Regions from separate parts of the Mus musculus genome. Here region 1 is linked to region 2. The links are chromatin contacts, called in public Hi-C maps. All regions are on one chromosome and are shown on one strand. The core of a region is the stretch at or near the end of the contact, and the rest is flanking DNA. Distances in the headings are between cores, read along the strand shown. Region 1 holds the start of 4921513I03Rik (RIKEN cDNA 4921513I03 gene). Region 2 has its middle 20 kb from the start of Llph.

Region 1 (6,639 bases), core at 1,498-3,997, 520 kb before region 2:
ATCTGAATTCACTCCATGGGACCCACAGGGTGAAAGGAGAGAACTGGCTCCTGCGACCCACCCCCTGACTGCCACAGGAGCACCATGGGACACACATATGTGCACACACATGGACACAGAACATAGAATAAACATTTTAAAAGGAAAAAATGCCCAGTTGTAGTGACATGCTCTTTTAACCCCAACCCACGGTGAGACCCAAGGGGGGAGGGGGGGGGAAAGAGAGACGGGGGGGGGGGGTTCTGAAAATTTTGAATATTTTAGGGGATTATATAAACATTTTAACAAGAATAATCTTGGTGATTTCTGGCATTTTAAGTTTACATAATTTATATTTTGATTAAAATATTTACATACATGAAACAGGCTTTCACTTAATAATTTGCTCTTCATATTATTCTCATGAAGTCAATGTGGATTTTACTTAAATGACAGCAAGCACTGACTACATGTAGTCAGCATGTGATAGATTATGGATGATACACATTTTCATTTTATGATTTGTTGGAACATCACTGGCTGCAAACAAAGCTACTAAGACCTGAAAAATACTAAAGCAGTTAGGGTGATTTTTTTCCCCCATTTTATTAGTTTTGTTATTTTGCTTTCAAATGAATAAAATTTCTACCTAAAAATTCTTTGTAATGAAAAACTATTTTCCAAATGAAAATAAACTTCTTAAATAGAAGAAAAAAAGTATTTTAAAAGGCTGTCAGCTTGACCTCACACAGAGACACAGACAGACATACAGACAGATAGACACAGACAGACACAGGCACACACACACACACACACACACACACACACACACACTATAACTGCCTTCCTTTTTGTTACTCATGCCTTGGGCTTGTGAAAGAACGAACAGTTCTGACCACAGCTTTCTTTCATGTGAAGGTCTATGACGTGAAGGAGGACTGTGGGGTCTACCAGATGTCTTACATCTTGGGAGAGTATTAGATCAAAAGTTTTGCATTGTAAGTCCATATTCACTTTTCTTTCCATAGGTGGTAGATCTCTTCCTTGTAAGAGACTGCTGTACCGCAAGGTTTCTTACCTTCTCTTTTGAGTTAGCAATCTAAGGGAATCAGCTTTGGTCTTAGTGTCATGTGCATGTCTGTATGTTAACAAATTGGCTCTCTCATGTTCGTCTCTGAATTATTCACAACAGCCAGGACACAAAGCAACCTAAGTGTCTACCAATAAATGAATAGATGAATATAATGTCCAATATGGTTGTACAGCAGCTTCCTCTGAAGTGAAACATTCCCTGCCTCCTGAAGAGGCTACTGAGACTCTGAAGGTAAAGTCACATGCCGAGGAAAAGTTGCTTGCAATACTTTTGGAGACCCTGCACCGTCTTCATAGAAGGAGTATGTACTGGGAAGGAAAGGAGACTTGGAATGGCCAAACTGCTGAGTCTTTGGCCTTTAAAGCTGCCTACAGATAGCTATGAGACCACTCAGTGAGCTGCCATCCATGATGGGGTGCACTTTTCTGTGATGTGCCTGCCTTTGAGTCAACCCTGCTCCTGTGAGTAACCCCTCGCCCATCCTCCTGTTAGCAGCCCCGATAAAGACTAACCGACAGAGCTAGTCAGACTCTTGTGCAGTGTGCTCTGGTCTTCGAGATATAAGCTCTTAGAGTGAAAATAAAATCCTAGTATTGATCATAGTCTGGCTTGCCTAATGTGATGGCCATGACTCACACAACCGCCATACCTCACGTGAAGTCCGGCTCCATCTCAGCCAATGTGGAGCAGTGGTGGAGCACAGTGGCAGATTGACAGCTGCCAATAACGGCAGCTCGTCTCAGTACCACACAATACCACCATCCTTTTCACTCTGAGAACAAACCAACTAGACCGAAGGCCAGTGAAGTGGAAAAGACAGATACGACTCTTATCTGGGAAACCCGTGGGAACAGTAAGAGCGGGGCTTCCCGATCCTGTATTTGTTTTATGGTGTTTAGAGGAAAGTGGGAATTTCCATCCTGCTGAACCTACAGAGTTATCCTGAAATAACATTCTTTGCTCGTTGTAAGGAGATGATGGTACTTAAGTTTGTCTGATTCTGTTTTTTTTTTCACGAAGAGATTTAAAACCTTGGAGAAGAGTGAAGGGCGGATCTACTCAAAGGATTCTGGCAGAGGGCCTGAGAGATGCCTCAGCAGTTCAGAGAACTTGCTGTTCCCCCGGAGGTTCTGAGTTCTGTGCGACCACTCCTAACTCCAGCTCCAAGAGATATGCGCCCCCTCCTGACCTCTGCAGGTAACAGCACATACACACAGACACACACACACACAGACACACACACACACACACACACACACACACACACACACACACACACACAGCAGGCACGAGTGCACCTATCCTGTAAGCCATCATAATGGATTACCTCTGTAATATACGTTCTATTGGATCTGTTCCTCTAGAGAACCCTGAGTGATATGCCCCTCGAATGCCCCTCAAAGTCTCAGGTTTTGAGTCTGGCAGTTTTGTTGAGAAGTAGATGGATAAGAAGGATACCAACCACACCAACAGACCATTCTACTGATGACTTCATCATTGAGTGTGTTTTTGGGAGGTATGACCTAACTGGAAGTGGCGGGTTGGGAGGGTACCTTTGAATGGCTTACCTTGCCCGAATTCACATGCTGTTACCCAGCTGCAGTGAGATCAGAAGCCCTGCTCCACCCCGACTGCTTTCCTCCACATTGTTCTCTATTGTTTTTCCAGCAGCTGTGACCAAATGCGAGAGAAGGAGGTTTTCTTTTGGATCATGGTTTGCGAGTATAGTTTGTCACAATCATGAAAGCATCGCGATGGGAGTGGCTATCAGGCATGGCAGTGGGAGTGGCTATCAGGCATAGCAGTGGGCGTGGCTCACAGGCATGGTAGTGGGAGTGGCTAGCAGGCGTGGCAGCAGAAGCATGAGGCTGCTGATTCACATCTCAGCGGACCAGGAAAAGGAGAGGAGGGAATGACGGAGCTCAGAGGCTTTCTCCTCTCCCGTTTTTTTTATCCAGCCAAGTCCTCTTTTTATCCAGCCAAGTCCGCAGTGCATGGGAAGGTCTCTACTATGTTCAGGAAAGGTCTTACCCTCTTAGTCATTCCTCTCTAGAAAAAGGCTCACAGATAAGTTCAGAGGTAAGGTGTGACTCACTAATGCCTTGGTGGTTTCTTAATCCAATAAAGTTGTTGATCAGAGTTAGACCATCACATAGTCTGCATCACTATAATTCACAGACAAGGGAACCAGGTGACCATAGGACTGAAATAACTAAACTATGAGCTCAAAGGAAACTGTTCTTTAAAGTTTTTCTCCGATAGTCTTTGAGTTTTTGTAGTACCTACAACTAATGTACAGCTATCAATGTATAGATATGTTTCTCCTGTGAGCTGATACTCTTATCCTGTTCGCTATTATAGGATGGAGCTGGAGCCTTCAGCAGATGCTGAGGGAAGGTTTGAGGCTGATCCTGGGTGCAGAATTGTGCCCAGTTCTTCCCACCTGATTGTTCATCTACTGCAAACTGGGGCTCGTTTTTCCCTTTGGAAAAATAATCACATTTTGCTGCATTGGAAAGCATGGCTAAGATTGATTCCTGCAGTAATTTAACAGAACCTGAAGCTTTATAGACCTTCTGTCTACAGGACTTCTGACTACACAGAACGTGTCTTTAGGATGTGCCCTTCTTTTCCCTGTTCTGATAGAACTGACTGTGCAAACTAAGGCAGCTTTCAGATGCTATTCCACTCACTGGCAGTGCCATTTGTGCCTCTGAACAGCAACAGGCTGAGGTCTTCCAAAAAACTAGGGAAGAGTGGTAGATCCAGAGGTCTGAGCCTCTCGATTCCTGGGGTGGACACGTTAGGGTGTCTATTGTGAAAGACCGGGGGGAGTGAAGATATGCTCAGGAGATCCCATGGGCTTTGAAGACCTTTGGCATGGCTCTCCATTCATAAAAAGCTGCTTCATTCAGAGCTGTGGCTTCAGAAGTCTGGATGCAGTCAGTTCCTGGCTGGCTGGGAACAAGGAGTTAACTTGAGGCTGGTTCTTCCTGCATGGGTCCAGCCAGCAGCTGTTCATCATAAGCAGGGTCCTTTCATCCTGACAGCTTTCTTTCCACTCAGGGGGAGTTGCCCTGGGAGTACTTGACACAGGAAAGCAGGAAAGACAGAGAGAGAGAGAGAGGGGAAGGGTCTTGTTTGTTTCCTGGGTGGATCACCCCCTTCTTGGCAGGCCTCCAAGAAACGAGTCTTTTCCTGTCCTAAAACATCAGGGAAATAAATCTCTCTTGTAGAGAACAGATCCGGGAGAGGCCCCAGGGCGGCCATGTGACATCCGTCAGGTCTAGCAGCTTGACTGCCAGAGTGGCCAGTGTGTGGCCTGGGCAGCTATAGCACTCTGCCAAAGACAAAAGTGTGTGTGTGTGTGTGTGTGTGTGTGTGTGTGTGTGTGTGTGTGTGTGTGCGTGTGCTGTCAGCCAGAGAGATATAGGTATCCTGAGGATGGTCTACAGCAGAAGGAAATCTGAGAGAAACAGTGAGTAACAGATAGTGGCCTATTTGCGGATGTCACTCAGTGAAGCAGAACTATCCTACGTCAGCTGGAGGGGCCTCAGAAAGCAAACCAGTGAGAAACAGCTGGGCATTAAGACAAGAAAGGCAGAGCCGTACAGGCAGGGTGCAGAGGGGAGTGAGATCTACACACCAGGCCGGTGTGGTTCCGTGGCCCCCAGTGGACTTGACCTCGTTCTCCTCCTCGATCCTGACTTCTGTTTGCGGAATTTGGTTAATTTGAACAAAGCAATCTACCTGTGCAGCTCCAGTCACGTATTTCAATCTTGTCTGTCACAGAGATAAGTATGGGAGGCTGGGGATGTCCCAGCTTGACAGAGAAACAACTGGACCTTCTAGGACTCGAAACAAACATTTCCCTTGAACGGGAAGCTAAGCGTGTCTCTGTTGGGACTGAAAAAGAAGACAGATTTAGACAGGATGGCTTGGACGTTCACTGTTTCATTCCTTTCTACATCTGTGACAAGAGTCCATCTCTCAACACCAAGGACCATGCTTACTGAGATAGGGGTGTTGTGTTTAGAATCGTGGCTCATCTGGACAGTTCACACCAGGCCAGCACAGTTCCAAGGGAGAGAGGTTTATTGTGGAGAAAACGACAAAATGGGGACAACGAATAAGGAAAGAGAAAAGATAGGGGGGGGGGGCTCTGTCTTTTCACACACTGATGCACACTGCTGTGCAATTCTGACGCAGATGAGGGCGGGCAGGTGAACTATAATGGTTGCCATAGCAACAGATGCACGCGTCCACGTCGCCTATGGATGACGTCATCATTGGATTTGGAAGCTCGCTACTTGGGCCAACGGTGGTGGTGGTGGTGGTGGTAGGGGCTGTCTCATGTGAAGTAAAATCATCTTATCTATCTCTCCTCAAAGGGTTCCATTAAGTCCAATTGACACTAAATGAGTACGGAGACATGGGGGAAATAATTTTGAATGTCTCTAATATTTGTTGATGGGTAGGCGACATCATCGTGACAATAGGTAGAGTATATAAACTCATAGTGACAATATACTGACTGCATAAAAGCTAACAAATAGAAATAAGTAAGTCCTTGTATTGGTCTGTTTTTTTTCATTACTTCAACAATATAATTAAGGCAAGCTAGCTTATTTAGTTCACCATTTTGGAAGTTAAAACTCTAAACAACATGGTCAGCTGAGGGACCCCCAACATGTAATGAATTGATGAATATTCATGGTAGGAGCATGTGTGGTAAGATTGGGCCCTACCACGTTCTCAGAAGCTATGGCTTCAGTCGATCTAAAGATCTTCCTCTAGACCATATCTTTGTAGCCCAGATTGGAAAAGTTAAAACAGTTAGTTCTCTTATGGTCTGGGCTCTACCAATCACGCTGCTGACCATGTCAGGAAAACAGGCTAGTCTCTTCCCTAGAACACCCTTTTCTGTCTCTGAAGTTCCTTATTTCCTCGACTGTACCCTCCCCGCTGCTGTTCACGGTCTCTTAAGTGCAAGTTGAGACTGTGAAGGGGAGCCTTACCTACAGTTCCTCTGACTGAGAAATTCTGCTTTTGACCTTTCCATGACTGTGTGTGCATAGTGTACAGCGCCTGAGATGTTTGGGGTGGAGGCGGGCAATGTAATAACATTAGCAACACATCACGAATCCACAGAGACAGGGATGCTGAAAGCAGTTAAGGACTTGGGAAAAGATGTAAGGCCAGCTGAGAAGAGGGCACGTTGTAATACCCGAGTATTGTTTTCTTAATCATGATGGGTACATCTGGGAGTCACACCACCCCCATCTACACACTGACTTCACACGAAGTTTCCTGGTTCATGTTAATCGTTTTGACATTTCCAGACACCAGCTAATATTGGTCCTCGCTCTGTAACAACCTATTTCCCACTTCTTCGCATGAAGACAAAGCTGTTGAGTATCCCATCCTATTTGGATCTGGCGTTTCAATAACTGTTTGTTTTAAGTAGTTATGATTTCTTGATATGGAAGGGAACCATGAAGTGTCTTTCTGTCTGGTGCAGACCTCCGAAGCTAGGAGCCAGAAGGAACAATATGTGTTGTGAACGG
Region 2 (7,318 bases), core at 1,706-4,205:
TTAAGTTTGAACTTTGGCAAGTAGGAATATATCTTTGCGAAGTCCAGTCACTTTCTCTGGGAGCTTGTGGGTGGGGGTTGGGGACTGAACTGCCCAGAGTTTGTGATTAGTGATAGAAAAGGGCTTTAGCCATTTGGTTTGGATGGTGAACGAGGTGGTAAAAGAGCGGACGTTGATCAGATGATCAATAATCAGGAGTTTCCTTTTTCTTTTCAACCTGCTCATCTACGATTTGGGTTTTACGTCTCAAGATGAACGCATAGCCGTGTTTGAAACATTCCGGAAGCTGCTTTTGTGGTGTTTTCCTTGGGTAGCTTTGGGAATATGCGTGGGAATGGTTGTTCCTCGAGGTGAGATTTTTCAAACGTCAGGCTCTGCAGAGGTATTCACGGGATTCTTTCGGTGATCTAGTGTGTTTTAAATTCAAATGAAGGAATCTGTAGACATTGGTAAGTAGCTCCTTTATCCTGGTAGCTCCTGCTTCAAGTTAAGTGAAGATCAACATCTCCTGTAGGTCTTGGTGCCATTGTTCCTGAGGTCTGAGACCTCCGGCATCCAGGAAGCTGGCATCACTTCTTTAAGACACAGGGAGACACATGAGTGGGACCAGGAAGGAGGAACTTTACAGACAGTAAAGTCAGTGAAGCTGGACATTGCCAGCCTGAAGGTAACCAGGCTCCCAGAGCAAACGCCTGCTTTCGAAAAGGGGGGTGGGGCTGGGGGATGTCTCAAAAATAGGGAAGAATTTGGTGACTAGCATAAATGTAGGGATAAAAATCACCATCCTCAAAAAAGGTACAGGTGTTCTATACAGTCTACAGGTATCCAACACATTTCTTATTTGAATAGATGGCGTATGATGAGAAAATACAATGAGAATATGTAGACTATTTGAAAGCGTGATCACCACGAATAACTCATGGACATTGTGGAAGTTCCCAGACAGGGCTGGGTGCCACAGGTATCTGGGAATCCAGGGAAGAGTTTGTGTTTCTCTCTGTGCCTCTCTTATTTCTTTGCCCTTTGTCCCCCCTCTCCGACCCCCCCAGTCCTTCCTCTCATACCGCAGCATCTACAAAAGCACAGAATAGTTCCCCAATGTGGTAGAATATAAGCTCCATATTTTGTACAACTCTGGAAGTATTTTTGAGAATTGTAATGCATCTTAACAAGGCATCAACAGAGAAGACACACAACTACTCACACCAGGGATACGTGATATATATTTTTTAAATCCAAAGAACTTGAAGTTGGCCGGACTGGAGCAAAATTTCCCTACGGAGGTGCTAGAACCCATTCTCTGTCAACCTTTCCTTTTCTCTTCTCAATTATTTTCCTAGTCCTGCTGGAACGGTTCCTCTTGGCCCATCTCACTACCTGAAGGAAGTCTGACTGAGGTGTGGACAAGGCTACACAGGCTGCTTCATTGTGCACTATTTAACTTCTCTTGAATATCCTCAGATTCTGGTATCTGTCTTTTGTAACCTTCGGTTTTAGTTTAATGTGTGTGTGGTGGTGGGGCAGCTGGGAGACATATATTGGAAGTGACAGTGACTATTTTTAAAGAACAAAACAAAATTTTTGAAAATTGTACCTGATAATTAAGTCTCTCTGGGAGGCCATATGTTGATCCAGGTGTGGGGCGTTTGTTTATAAAGAAGTTTTTTTTTTGAAAGCTGGCTACACTTAGAGATAATCTCTGTAAGGTTGGTCTCACTCACCTACATTTAAGTTAAACCACTTGATTTCAATTAAATAAAGCCATGGTGTGTTCCATAGCAAGTATTCCCAGGTCTGAGGCGGCTGCAGTTACTTACTTCAGTTTAAGAAACATTATGGGGGGGGGGGGGGAGAGAGCTGACTCAGGATGTCAGCCCACTGCCTCCTCTTGCAGAGACCCAGATTCAATTCCCAGCACCCACACTGTGCACGCAACCACCCGTAACTCCAGATCCAGCGATTCTGATGCCCTCTTCTGGCCTCTGCAGGCATTTGATTCTTGGACTACACAGACACCCGTGCAGGAAAAACACCAACACACATAAAAAACAACTCTTCAAAACAAACAAACAAACAAGGAACCATTGTCAACCACTTCCAATTGGAAGGGGGGGAAAAAAAAAGAACTCATTTATAAAAGTCCAAACTATTTATAAAAGAACATTCAAGAACCTGTAGTTGATCGTATATGAGAAAGTGGTCAGGGTTTGGTATGGAAGGAGAGAAACGTCATATGTATCTGAGTTCATCATGTGTACTTTTGCATGTTAAATAGAAAGGAACTATCTCAGCAGGTAAAGTGTCAAGATTGGAAGCAAGAGGACCTGAGCTTTGGTAACCAGAACCCACTGCAAACCCTGTATGGCGGTGTCAGGAGGAAGAGAAGGAGGAGGGGGAAGAGGGGGAAGAGGAGAAGGGGAGGAGAAGGAAGAGGAGAAGGAGGAAGGAGAAAGAGGAGGAGGAGGAAGAAGACAGGGAAGGGGAGAGGAGGAGAAGGAGGAAGGAGGAGGAGGAGAGGGAGAAGAAGAAGAAGAAGAAGAAGAAGAAGAAGAAGAAGAAGAAGAAGAAGAAGAAGAAGAAGAAGAAGAAGAAGAAGAAGAAGAAGAAGAAGAAGAAGAAGGGGGGGGGGGAAGAGAAAAAAGAGGAAGAAAGTGAATTCTGCTTTAATACTTGAAAGTGCACCGTTAAATTTCCCTCTTCTATGTCTTGGTGGCTAGGGCATCCCTAGCAGTTTAAATATGGCTGATATTTACATCTCATCTGCTAATACTTTGTAGGGAATTAGTTTAAGCAATTAAAACCTTCCCCTTCCCCCTACCACCCATAAAACAGAGGGCTGTGAAAGAAGAAGCCAACTAGCTGCTTCTAGTCCAAACTGAAACTTGATGCAGTTTTAGTAATTGCTTCCTCAAGACCCTTTACTGCCATCTGTGGGGCATTTACAGGTATTACCGCCCAGACTCCCTGCTGACTTCAAGACAATAGAGAATTAGGGGGTTGTGGGGAGAAGGGACCGTGGCCTACAGGACTGTGAGAAATGCCTCCAAACAGACTTCTGGGTCCTTCCAAAGGCTGACACTGCTCCTGTCTGCACATCACTGATAAACGGCTGAGTCCTTCAGGTAGGTCTCTCCTGCTGTTGCCTTCCTGCAAACGCCTGTTGCATCCAGGTCTCGAGAAGGAATGTTGCTGTTGTATCTGGAGGTCCCTGCAGGCCACGGCAAAGATCCCTTCAGCAGTGTAGGACCCTCTCTGGGGGAAATGGTTTTTAAGGAGTGTGAATTCAACTTTCCATCACTTCTGGAGGCAGGGCCATAAATTCCAAAGGTCTCGGGCAGGCCTGGTGGAATGCAGCATTTCAGACAAGCTCCAACGATGGGAAACAGATTCAAGTAGGTGCCATCAAAGAAGGCAACTGGTCATTGGAGACGCAGCTGAGGTTGGGGTACTGGGGGTTCAGGGAGAGGAGAGGACAAGAGAGAAGCCCTGTGGGGCTCAGGCAGCCAGGAAGCCCCTCATCATAAAGACAGAAATAAGGTTTGGCTTCATTCTTTTCAGCCCACTGATTGCTTTATTTCAAATTATCCTAACTACTTAGCATGGTAAATTAAGTTGAAACCCCCACAAGTTTGAGGAGGATGTCATCTAATCTGATTAAAAGGAATATTCCTCGTCACAGGCTGGGAAGGAAATGAAAATTACTCAGAGTGCACCGCTATTTGCTAATTTGCATAGGCTTGCACATGCTATGCATCAGAAGAGCATATGCTCTTTACTTTTAATGAAATAATTTCCCCTCTCTAAAGACCGTTAGAGTCTCTGTCCTTCCTATCTGTCTTTCTTTCTTCCCATCTGTCTCTTTTTGAATGTTAAGATTATTTCATGGGAAGGGTACATAAAATATGCTAATAATCTCCCCGCTGCGGGCAGGGCTGGGAGGTCCTGCTGCTGCCTCGCTGAGCGTCCCAAAGGTCCCCCTTGCCAATCTCATATAATTAAAGGCTCCCTTTACAGCCCTTAGAAGGTTAGACTTGATTCATCTGAGGCTTCCATTGATGGGGCAGGCGGTTTAAACCCAATCCTTTGGCTCGACTTCCCAAATAACTTCTTCCTGACCCCAAGGAATAGCGCCTAAATCAAAATGAAAATGAAGGGGAGAAAAATCTCCATCAAGCTCATGCCAACCCCCATCAGCAAGGTCTGTGATGGTCCCCTTGTGGCTGCGCATGCGCTGTCACTACCTTTGAAAGGTGGCTGTTTTTTGTTTTTTTGTTTTTGTTTTTGTTTTGTTTTGTTTTGTTTTGTTTTTTTGCCTCCTCTGCTCTTTAAGGAAAAAACAAACAAACAAACAACAACAACAACCCTGGACAAACATTGGCCGCTGCTGAAGGGGTCGCTCTCATTTTATCAATGGAGGCAAGAAGGCCCAGAGAGATGAGATGATGGGTTAGCAGCCAGAGGCTGGGGAAAGATAGGAAGGTTGAAATGGAGCTATGTTTTGGAGTCTCTGTGGATATTCATTCACTTTTGGTAATATTTTAGCAGATCTCATGTCTAGTTGTAATGTAGCCAACAGAGGAATTCTAGTGAATTCCCCAACAAAATTACATTAGGATCAAATGTGATCGTTATAAACACTATCCAGATGTTGGGGATGGACTGCATATAGCTCTTTAAGCCCCAAATTACAGTATAATAAATGCAAGCATGGGGACCTGCCAATACATCTGAACTTCGTGTCGGAAACCAGGTCTGACCTTAATTTAACTCTATAAGGAACCATGAGTTTCCTCACTTGAGAGGTAAGGCTGCATCCGAAGAGCTCCAAGTCCTGTAGTGTCCCAGGCTTTACCGCTCCCTTGAAGTGGGATCGGATCCGGTTCTGGAGCCCAGCCAACTCGAATGCAAGCATTTTATTAACACATTTAGAAAGGAAACAGAATTGCAACTAGAAATAACTATCGAGGTTATAAAACAAACTCGTGAGATTGAAGGGCAGCGTTAAGGTTGCATGTGTGCTTTGTAAATCTCCGGGAATTAAGATACTACAATAAGCACACATGAAAATGTGTTGAACCTTAAACACAAGATGCCAACTAGAACAGGCATATGGAGAGAGGGTACTGAGAGAATAAAACTTCATACTCTGCCCCTGGAGAGTGTTCTTAAACATCAACAGTTGATATAAATTGATACATATGTGTTATAACTTATATCAGCAGTGAGCAGGCATAATTACGATCTCCATGGTTTTAAGGGAGATACTATTTCAAATATTCTAGTATCAAATATATTTTAAAAAGAGCAGGCAGGTTGCAAAGCTGGAAGCAATAGACTAGCCAATTTGTAAGGTCCTAAGCGAAAGCGCGGGTATGATCCTATTTTGTTGGCTGGTGTTGGAAGAGGCAGAGAATGGCATAAGGAGTGACAGATATGCACCGAGTTCTTTAAACATGTGCATTCTTTCTCTGGTTCTGATGTAAGATATACCGAATCACACAATGCCACCCTTTTTGAGGAAAATGAAAATTTACTGCCAAAGACGTCAAATATGCCACCTTTCAAACATCCAGAAGCTAAGCCATCAAATAGCAAAAGAGATGGCATACGAATGGCACCCGGTGTCTTTGAACACATTGTATCACCTACCTTCCACATGCAACCCCAATATGTAGCAGTTGAAATCAGCTACTCAAACATCTGAAGTCTATGGCACTGCAATAATTTACCAAGAATAATTTTTAAAGCACCCACAAGGATCTGAACCACACCCAGAGAGTCTGGGAACGCACGCTTTGTGTCTCGGGACCCCTGTTCCCTCCCACCGTTCATCACTCAGCAAATGACTTTGAAGCTGACGAGGGGTAGACATTGGGAGAATTTTGGGGCCCTCAGATTAGCCGACACAAGGCTTCTCAAGATACGCTTGGGGGAACAATCAAAGCACCCATCAACTGACAGAGGGACAAAGCAACCGTCGTGGACACACGCAGGGGAGTTTGGTGTTTGGTGTAACATTTGGTGTTGAGAAGCAATGATGTCCTTCCCTGCTACCAGTAGGAGGATGGATTTTTTGAAGCATGTGCTAAGTGAGAGAAGGCAGGCGCAGGCACACAGGACACTTACCCTCTGATAAGCAGATTCAGAGAGAGTAAGTAGGTGACAGGCAAGAGAAGGGGTGGGGAGTGAAGGGGGATGGAGTGTTAATGAGTTCAGTTTCTCTTTCAGAGGAAGAAAAGGCTGTGGAAATCCACAGCGGTGATGGCTCTATAACTGTGGTGGGTTGAATATGCTTGACTCAGGGAGTGGCACTATTTGGAGGTGTGGCTTTGTTGGAGTGGGTGTGGCCTTGTTGGAGTAGGTGAAACCTTGTTGGAGTAGGCGTGTCACTGTGGGTGTGGGCCTTAAGACCCTCATCCTAGCTGCCCGGAAGTCAGTATTCTTCTAGCAGCCTTTAGATGAAGATGTAGAACTCTCAGCTCCTGAACCATGTCTGCCTAGATGCTGCCATGTTCCTGCTTCGATGATATTGGACTGAACCTCTGAACCTGTAAGCCAGCCCCAATTAAATGTTGTCCTTATAAGAGTTGCCTTGGTCATGGTGTCTGTTCACAGCAGTAAAACCCTAACTAAGACAACAACATGGTACACACCTAATGCCACCAGCTGTAACCTTAAGTGAGAAAGTTCATTAGAAACATTTTAACTCAAATACATATGTATATGTATATACGTGTGATATTTATGTAAGTATGCATGCATGTATAAGTGTATAGCTATATATGTGTATATGTGTGTTTATGTGTATATATGCAATGTGCTTGCATATATAAGTCTATATGTGTGTATATGTGTGTATGTCTATATGTGGTTTAATGTGTGTATATATGTGTGTGTGCACATATATATGTGTATGTTTATATGTTTGTGTATGCATGTATATGAGTGTATGTTCATGTGTGTGTATGTGTATGTTTGTGTGTGTGTGTGTGTATACCTTCTCAGGAAGAAGAGATGAAGTAGCCACTACTCTATAGTACTAGCTATGGAGTCTGCAGTCTAAGAGTTGACCTAGTGTGGATAGAGCAGGTTGACCTAAAGCAGAAGACTATTTATGAGAAGAAAAGGGAGTGGGTGAGGCAGGCTAGAAACAAGCACTGAAGCCATGGCAGTGCCTTGGAAAGGGACAGCCCAGTGACCCAGGTCCCTCCTAGTGAAAGAAAATGCCTGCCCTTTCTCAGTAGGGTGCGATGCAGCCCTTCCCTCCTGTGGGTAATTTGTGTCAGGAACATCCTGGTGAGACAGACAAGCCAGTCAG

The links. A called contact is a pair of places that touch in the nucleus more often than the background predicts.
Region 1: a Hi-C map of bone marrow-derived macrophages shows a contact between it and region 2, with 13 read pairs. The contact joins the promoter of 4921513I03Rik here to the enhancer-like site in region 2. A contact is called at or near these places in 14 of 39 promoter capture datasets (the 3T3-L1 cell line, the HPC-7 cell line, the SN4741 cell line and 9 more), 2 of 484 Hi-C or Micro-C datasets (the C2C12 cell line and bone marrow-derived macrophages), 4 of 115 datasets of contacts at active chromatin or transcription factors (bone marrow-derived macrophages, embryonic stem cells, extraembryonic endoderm stem cells and 1 more) and 1 of 9 other capture datasets (embryonic stem cells).

What each region holds. Positions count from the first base shown.
Region 1 is chr10:120,761,840-120,768,478 of GRCm38.p6, reverse strand. It overlaps 4921513I03Rik (RIKEN cDNA 4921513I03 gene), which reads right to left and starts at 2,747. Exons shown (of 3, transcript NR_038000.1): 1 at 2,641-2,747.
Region 2 is chr10:120,243,223-120,250,540 of GRCm38.p6, reverse strand. No RefSeq gene overlaps it. Among named protein-coding and RNA genes, the nearest start is that of Llph, 20 kb to the right of the region's middle. Within about 2 kb of position 2,955, at least 39 of the 459 cell types and tissues checked have an H3K27ac peak or open chromatin away from gene starts, as enhancers often do. A contact at or near this core is called in the HPC-7 cell line and bone marrow-derived macrophages, where this site is marked.